Linked DNA regions of Mus musculus: region 1 is linked to region 2. Evidence: chromatin contacts called from public Hi-C data. All regions are on one chromosome and are shown on one strand. The core of a region is the stretch at or near the end of the contact, and the rest is flanking DNA. Distances in the headings are between cores, read along the strand shown. Region 1 overlaps Top1mt (DNA topoisomerase 1, mitochondrial). Region 2 has its middle 20 kb from the start of Ly6m.

What was found. Hi-C and Micro-C count contacts between places; a contact is called where the count stands out from the background.
Region 1: a contact with region 2 is called in a Hi-C map of B cells, with 2.5 times the contacts expected there. The contact joins two enhancer-like sites. A contact is called at or near these places in 2 of 39 promoter capture datasets (3T3-L1-derived adipocytes and pre-B cells), 1 of 484 Hi-C or Micro-C datasets (B cells), 1 of 115 datasets of contacts at active chromatin or transcription factors (large pre-B cells) and 1 of 9 other capture datasets (embryonic stem cells).

The regions. Positions count from the first base shown.
Region 1 is chr15:75,656,164-75,660,157 of GRCm38.p6, forward strand. Top1mt (DNA topoisomerase 1, mitochondrial) reads right to left here. Exons shown (of 14, transcript NM_028404.3): 13 at 1,521-1,667; 14 at 870-1,051. The coding sequence ends at 949. Among named protein-coding and RNA genes, the nearest start is that of Top1mt, 21 kb to the right of the region's middle. Within about 2 kb of position 2,613, at least 22 of the 459 cell types and tissues checked have an H3K27ac peak or open chromatin away from gene starts, as enhancers often do.
Region 2 is chr15:74,899,934-74,904,386 of GRCm38.p6, forward strand. No RefSeq gene overlaps it. Among named protein-coding and RNA genes, the nearest start is that of Ly6m, 20 kb to the left of the region's middle. Within about 2 kb of position 2,473, at least 63 of the 459 cell types and tissues checked have an H3K27ac peak or open chromatin away from gene starts, as enhancers often do.

The DNA.
Region 1 (3,994 bases), core at 1,363-3,862, 760 kb after region 2:
CCCAACTAAAGACAAAGTGGAGGAGTGCAGTGTGTACCAGGCCTTCGGAGAAGCCAAGCCTACATTGCTCTGGTCTCCTCCCTGGGGCTTGGGCCCTGGGCCCTGCATTGATGCCTTTACCTCCTGTATCCCATGGTTCCTTTTTCTTACTGTCCAAGCACAGTAAGGCCTGTTGGGGGGGGGGGGGGGGGGAGGGATGTGGAAGAACTGGATCCTGCTGGCTGAGTGCACCCTAGGCATGGAGGGTCACCCACACCCACACTTTCCTGGGGTCCTCTGGGCTTGTCATGGGGCTTGCATGGGAAGCCAGAACTTCACTTAAATTCCTGCAGTGGGGTACATAACTGGAGCAAAGCAGCAGCCAGGGCAGGCACGCCCAGGCAACAGTGCCCGAAAAGACTGTGACCCCAGAGGACACAGAAACTCAAGGAGCAGAACAAGACCTGGAAGAATACAAGGCTGCTAAACCAAGGCAGAAAGACATGAATCAGAGGCTATAGATGGCTGGAGGTATGTTCCGTGGTAACGTGTATGCATGGCTGGAGGTATGTTCCATGGTAACGTGTGTGCTTGCCATATTTGAGTCCTGGATTCCATCTTAAGCTTGGCTGAGGCAGGAAGTGAAAACTACCACTGGAAACTGTGCTAAGGACATCTGTAACCTTGTGTCGAGCTCAGGTATATGGTGATGGGTCCCAGCCACCCCAGCCTCCAGCCCCCCACCCCCTCCACCCCTGCTCTCTCCTCAAACAGAAACCTCACTCAGGGGGCTGGAAGCAGCTGGTGGGAGACTCAGGCCATGCTCAGGGTGTTTCCAAGGTCAGTCAGTGTTGTTGGGGCCTTTGTTCTAGGTCACAGTGACAAACACCTTCCCCCGACATTTTATTCTAGAAAAACCACAATACTGCTTCACAGTGAGAAAGAACATTTCAGCGGCAAAGAGGCTGCTTAGAATTCAAAGTCTTCACCTGCCTGGTTGAAGGCCCAGGCAAACCTCTCTCTCTGGGTCTTGTTGTAGATCTTCTCCACAGGCACTCCAAATCTCTTACACCTGGAGGTAACAACATCAGTTCTGAGTCCTGCCCTGCGGCCAAGGTGTGGAAAGAGGTAGTGGCCTCCGCACATCTGGGTGACCAAGATACCCAGTGCCACCTAGACCTGCTCTCCGGGGCATCACAACCCAATTGTATTCCTTCCCCACGTATCATGACATCCCTGGTATGGCCTAGCTAGCCACTGAGCAAGGCCCAACCCCCAGTGGGCAGACCAAGCACTCATGTGATTTAGTGCTCGCAGGGTCCTGGCAGTCCCAACCACCCCAAAGCTCAGAGGAAAGAGGTCTAAAGACAGGACTTGGACTCAGGAACAGAGTCATCAGGGCCATCCAGTTAGGTGGTCCCTGTCACAAGAAGTTGTGCCTAGCACAGGGCCAGATACAGGGCGGGGCACCTATGGGACTGTGCTGGGGCCTCCTAAAGCCCTCAGGTCACACACGGGGACAGTGGCCCCAGATCACACACCAGGCGATGCTGATCCTGGGGTCCAGATAGTTGAGCTTGGCGGTGCCCAGGGCCACCTGCTTATTCTCCTCCTTGTCTGTGGCCTTCGCGCACAATCGGGCCAGCTGTTCTTCCAGCTTTAACAATCGTCGCTGCTTCTGAAGGAAACTGTTGGAAGAGGGGATCCCTGTACCGGCTGCCGAGAGCAGACCCGCGTCACCACCACCTCCTCTGCCCCACCTTCACGTCCCTCCTGCAAATGGCCTCGTTAGCCTTCTCCAGGCATAAAGGGAGAGAAGTCCAGAGGGGTCAAAGCTGAGGCCAACCCGCACCACACCCAGGGAGGCTGCTGGCTCCATGGATGGAGGGAACCGTGCAATGCCAACAAGGGGGCGGGCAAGGCTAAGAACAGGCACAGGAACAGATGCCTCTATGACTCGAGAAGCTGTCCAGCCCTTATTCCTGTCTTCTTAAAGAAATTAATGGGGCTAGAGAGTTAGCTCAGCAGTTAAGAGCACTGGCTGCTCTTCCAGACAACCTGAGTTCAATGTCTAGCACCCACATGGCAATTCAGAACCGTCTGTAACTCCAGTATCAGGGGATTCAATGCCCTCCTTTGGCCTCCTCGGGCACCAGGCACATGCATGGTGCACAGACATACAAGCAGGTAAAAGACCCATAGAAATAAAATGATAAATAGATTTTTAAAAAAAGACTCATTAAAGAAAATACATTTTAAAACGAGGTCCCCCTTCCACCCTTCTCCTTACCCGCCCATGGCAACCTGCTACTGATCCCGCCACCACGTGGTACTCTGATCCCAACCCTAGGGACCAGTGCTGCAGACACAAATGTGGAAGAGTGGACAGGCATGGGAATGAGCTGCAAAAGGCTGGGCAGCAGGAGCCACAGCAGCCACCTGCTCAGTGACAGCCACGCTCCAGCAATGGCAGAGTCGCTGTCAAGAGCACAAGCAGAAAGGCCAGGAGGCCAAGTGTGACCCGTGGGCCACCGTATGCAGGGAAGGAGGCAGGAAGGAGCCTCGTGCCCCGCAGAGCACTTCAGGCGACACATGGGACATTTCGTAGCAGCTGTGCTGTGACAGCTGCACGCCTCACTGAATGCCCCCTGGACTAACTGACATCTGCAGCACGCCACTGTGAGAAGGCAGAGCTCCGCACCTCAGGAAGCTTGTCACAAGGAGAAAACTTCAGCCCTTAGGAACTATAGTCAGTCGGTCAGAAATGCTCAAGGACATTCCAGAAGCACAAAGGAGTGGGGGTGTCATGGACAGCTGGACACAAAGCCTTATCACCGACTGTTCCCGAAAAACAACAGAACTCACTGACTCAAGAAGGAATACGAAACCTAGACAGATCGATGTCAAGCAGAGTCCAAACTGATCACTAAAAGCTGCTCCCAAAGCAAAGCCCCCGTAAGGGCACCGCGGAGCCCTCCACCAAATGCCTACAGAGCCACCAGCACCAGGTCTCCAATAGAGGAGGGAAACACGTCCCAACTCATTTTCTGGAGCCAGCATTACTCTGATCAAACCAGACAAAGGCATCCCACCCTCTGGAAACAGAAGAGAAGCTGCAAAGGAACGGAAGCCCAATTCTGCATGAGATAAAGGGCAGAGATCACAGCCATGGGCATGCAACTGGAACAGGCGGACAAACCCCACCGTCATCTCAGAAAGGACACCTGACAGTCCCCAGCACCCATCATGGTCACACGTGTGCACACACAACCCTGCAAATCCCGGGAGAAGTATCCATGCAAGCACACAGTGACCACCATGCTGACGACTGAGACCAAAAGCTCTGTCTCTCAGGTTGGATGCAAGACACAGTGACACCACAGACTGTTAACGCTGCTCTGGTCTAGCCAAGTCAAAAAAAGGAAGCGGAAGATCCCCATGCCAAACAAGAATAACTGAGCAACTCCATGTGCACGGGTGGTGTGACTATCCACCTGCACACACTGTGGCAGAAGCAACCATTGAGAGCAGGAAACGAGGCCAACAGACCACCAGCAGCTGCATTGCCGTAAGTTAGGTGGTCACCCAGGGTGGGGCAAGTCACCAGAGCTAGGCTTGGCTAGCTACCCACAGGACAGCCCACAGGACAGGCTGGCCTATGGGTGGTGCCTGGAATTAGTATTTCACGAGGGTTCCTGCTATTCTTGCTCATTAGGCTCAATATGTTCCACAGACAGACAACATAGTTCATGCTGAGCCTGGATTTCCTTCTTAAAGTCTGGGTCTTGGCTCATGGGAAAGGGCTCAGAAACTTTCCAGATAGACGGGTGTCTTGCATATGTGGTCCCTCGAATGTCATCCCGTTTGTGGTGCCAAGAATAAAGGGAGCAAATCAAGAAGGAGCCTGAGTACACAGATGTTTTCTTCCCTTGTGAAAATTTCCCTTCACTGATCCTGCCTCCTTTGCTGCATGCTCAGCTCCCAGCATATGCTACACCCTCGGGCATCAACCCAG
Region 2 (4,453 bases), core at 1,223-3,722:
TGACCTCCTCTTCGGCTTGCTGTTGTCGGCCTTGGACTTACTCTTGGTCTAGATTTTATTTTTTTTTTCCATTTTTTATTAGGTATTTAGCTCATTTACATTTCCAATGCTATACCAAAAGTCCCCCTTACCCACCCACCCCCACTCCCCTACCCACCCACTCCCCCCCTTTGGCCCTGGCGTTCCCCTGTACCGGGGCACACAAAGTCTGCGTGTCCAATGGGCCTCTCTTTCCAGTGATGGCCGACTAGGCCATCTTTTGATACATATGCAGCTAGAGTCAAGAGCTCAGGGGTACTGGTTAGTTCATAATGTTGTTCCACCTATAGGGTTGAAGATCCCTTTAGCTCCTTGGGTACTTTCTCTAGCTCCTCCATTGGGAGCCCTGTGATCCATCCATTAGCTGACTGTGAGCATCCACTTCTGTGTTTGATGGGTTGGTCTAGATTTTAGTCTTGAATCGAGCCTTGGCTATGTGCCTTGACCTACTCTGTACACAGGTATGATAAAGAGTATCCATGGAGATTTACTTTCAGTTCTAATGTGTCGACATCTCAGAATAAGTCCCAACAAGTCATTGGCTCTCTGAAAGAGAGATGCACGGTAGACCATTAGTGAATGTGGAAGTTCTGGAAGATGCTGTGATGGAGTCTGGCATTGATGAGTAAGTATCCCGGGTTGCTGGGACACCCAGGCAGGGCAGCATCCAAGCATCCAAGACAGAGTTCTGTTTGCAGAGTATCCCACTCTGCCACAGAGAAAATGGGCACATCAAGAGCCTAGTGGTACAGGTAGAATCAGAGAGAGCATGGGTTACGGTAGGCCTGGGGCCCAGTACTTGCCCTGCCATTTATTACTTGGGTACCACTAACAAAAGATCACCCGCTTCCCAGCAGCCACTGGCACACTTCAAAACTGAAGGTAGACCATCACTGCTGTTTCACAGGCTTGGGACAAATAGTCAATTATATAAGCATGCCAGGCTCCTTACAGTGCTCAGAACACAACAGATGCTTCACACACACACACATACACCCAAAGAAAGATCTACCCGCCTAGGCTAAGCAGAACAAACCAGGAGACTGCCCTGCCCGCCGCTGCCTCTGATCATCAGGGTCCATGCTTCTATGTCTTTTCTGCCAGGAGCTGCCATCCCATGCCCCTCACTTCCTTCTTTACCCACCTGCTTCCACTCTCTCTGGTAATTTCAATAACATGAGCTCATTCTGCAGCCTCCAGGAGAACAGCTTCAAGGAGACTCATTTCTACCTTCAAAGATGGACCCTGGAGTGTCTTGCAGCCTAGGAAGTGCCCAGCCTAGAAAGAAGAGCGAGGTTACCAGCACTATGGTCCTACTATGCTTAAGGTTGTCACAAAGGTCTGCCTAGGGCTGTACTGGAAAATAGAAAGTTGTGTCTCAGTACTGCTGTTTTAGTAGGAGTGGCCAGTAGCTCTGGGGTTGGGGACTGAGGTGCCATGGGACATTACTGGGAGGCTCTCTAGCCAGCAAAGAAGTGGCCAGAACAAAGATCCACATGAACTAGACAGAGGGTCTAGAACACTGGATTGACCTTTCTAGTTAGGCCAGTCCAAGATGGACATTCCACAAATACCCATCAAACAACTGGTTGCATAATATGCATCCATTCAATACATGAACACAACCCCCACTTTTTTTTTTAAAAAAAGTGAGAAACCAGTGATGTATTTATAATTCCATCCTTAGGCTAAATCAAGAGGATCACAAGCTTAGCCGCAGTTACATAAAAAGATTGTTTTTTTTAAAGAAAGTCAAGTGTCTATAAACTACACACAGACCTCCTGTCCTTTGTGATAACCCAGGCTTTCCTCTTCTACTCCAGGAAGTTTTAGCACAAATACTTCTTCTCCGTGTGCACATTTTTTTCAGGTTTGTTGTGTTTGTTTGTTTGTTTGTTTGTTTGTGACGGAGTCTCACATAGCCAAGGCTGGTCTCAAACTCCCTAAGTTACCAAGGATAACCTTGAACTGATCTTCCTGCCTCTACATCCCAAATGCTGCGATTATGGGTATGCTGCATCAGACTGTTTCATCGGATGCTGGAGATTGGACCTATGTCTTTATTCATGCTGCCAACTGGGCTATATGCCCAGCTCTTTGTCCACATTTTAAAACCTTTTTTAAAAAAATTTTTATTTTATATATATGAGTTTTTTCCCTTCATGTATGTCTGTGTACCCTGTGTGTGCCTGATGGCTGAGCAGGCCACCAGAGAATGTCAGATCCCCTGGGACTGGAGTTACAGGCATTGTGAGCTGCTATGTGGATAGTGGGAATTAAAATCAGATCCCCTGGAAGAGCAGCCAGTGCTCTAACCACTGAGAAACCTCTCCAGCCCACTTGTCCATGTTCACACAAGCATTTCTCCTGTGGCATAATAACCTCTCGACATCACTGTAACAGCTGCAAACAGCCTGGAGGCCAGACTGCGTTGCTTAGCAACGCCTTTACTCTCTGGATCACTTGATCTGTTTATCTGAAGCAGAAACAGTCAAGCACCTCCTGATTGGTCCCACAAAATACCAACCCATTTGCTCGCTCCACTGTTTTCTGTCCATTTATCATCCATCCCTATGCCGCTCTCTACACAGATCTTGGGTTTGGATATGGCTATTCCTACTTGTTCTCACTTGTTGGCCTTGGCTGTTTTTGTTTTAAGAAAGTATTTTCCCTGAGGTTGTAGCTTAGTGAGGCAGCAACATGCCTAGAGCACGTCACCTTGTCGCAGGATTTTCCCTGTCCAATTACATTAGTGCAGAGGAGGCCTGTAGTTGGACAGGGAAATGGGGAGGTAGAGCTAAGAGAGAGAAAGAGAGAGAGATACAGAGAAAGAGAGACAGAGAGAGACACAGAGAGAGCATCTCAGAGCAGGGAAAGAAGAACTGTGGTTGTGGACGTGGATGTGGACGTGAACCCCCATGGTGATTACCAGCCACAAGTAGCTATGATTTCACAAGGTTAGAAATATTGGGATAAAGCTTTTATCATTATCAGTTGCCTCTGACATTATTGTATTGGCACCTTGTAAATTGTGATATTATTGATATATAAATCCAATTGGTTAGCTTTAAGCTTAAGAGTCTTGATTTTACCAGGTTACTGGGTATTGTGTTATCAAACCTCAAGGATGGCAGATCTATTTGGTTACTGGAGTGTGGGACCGCTTGTTACAGGAGATTATAGCAGAGATGGAACTAGTAGCTCCCGGGAAAAGTGAGCCAGATGCTGTGGGGGCTAGCTCCAAAGAGTTGGCGGCGGTGGCAGGAGCCCAAGAGTGTGGTTGGACCATGTAGAGAGCTGGCAGGTTCATTTTTTAATATTTCCTGTGTTTGAGTCCTACCCCTTTAGCCACTCTGGAGAAAGAGATTTGACCTTTTCTGTTTGACCTTCCTGCTTTCTAAATCACACATGTCCTTTAACTCTCAAGGCTGTGGTGTTTGCTGAATCTCTCCGTTTACAACAGACCCTCTTTGTAGAATGGGACCTGTGGGCTTCTCTGAGTTAGGGTAAGTATGAGACCCTCAAACTCTGACCTCTGTTTCTAAGAAAACTTTGGTTTCCGCTCATCAGAGCTCTTCAGACCCACGTACCTCACCCCCATCCCCTGCCTCAGCCCTAATTCTGGTCATGGATTTGAATTCAGTGGGGGAAGGTACAATGTCAAAGACACAGGAAAAGATCAGAGATGAAGAGATGGCAGGGAGGAAAGACAGGAAGCCTTGGGCACTCAGGGGAAGGGGCAAGAACAGGACAGGACATGGAGAAAAGCCTCTACAGATGGAGAACCTGAAACAAGGCCCTTGGGTCCTTGGCCCAGAGCCCTGTCAAGCCCACTTCTGTCCTCCCGGTAGGGTATATGGTATGACTATATGCATGTGTGAGCAAGCCTGTGTTCCATCTTTACCACCACAAAGATGGCTGTGGGCCTAGCTTACCTCTCCAGCCTGTGTTCTTTCATCCTGGTCAGCTTTAGGAAAACCCGTGTGCTGAGCCAGGAGCCAGTGGGTGAGCTAGAGCAAGCAACTGAGGCACGCGTGCTGCCAACAGCTGCTGGGTTTGGGCGAGCTGAGGGTGAAGATTTCAGAAGTTCTGTAAAGTGATTTTAAACATACATTTAAAATGAAATTTCTGACCAGGGAGGTGGGTCAGTTGGTAAAGATACCTGCTACCAAGCCTCATGCCCTGAGTTCAATTCCCAGCACTGGAATGGTGGAAAAAAAGAACTGACTCCATCAGGTTTTCTGACTTCCATATTCAAACCAAGGCACACACTCACACACATGTGCAAGCATGCACACACACACACACACACACACACACACACAAATAAATGTAATAAATAATTTTTAAAATTTAATTATAAATTTTGGGTGTAGTGGTACACACCTATAATCCCAGTATTTGGGTAGTGGAG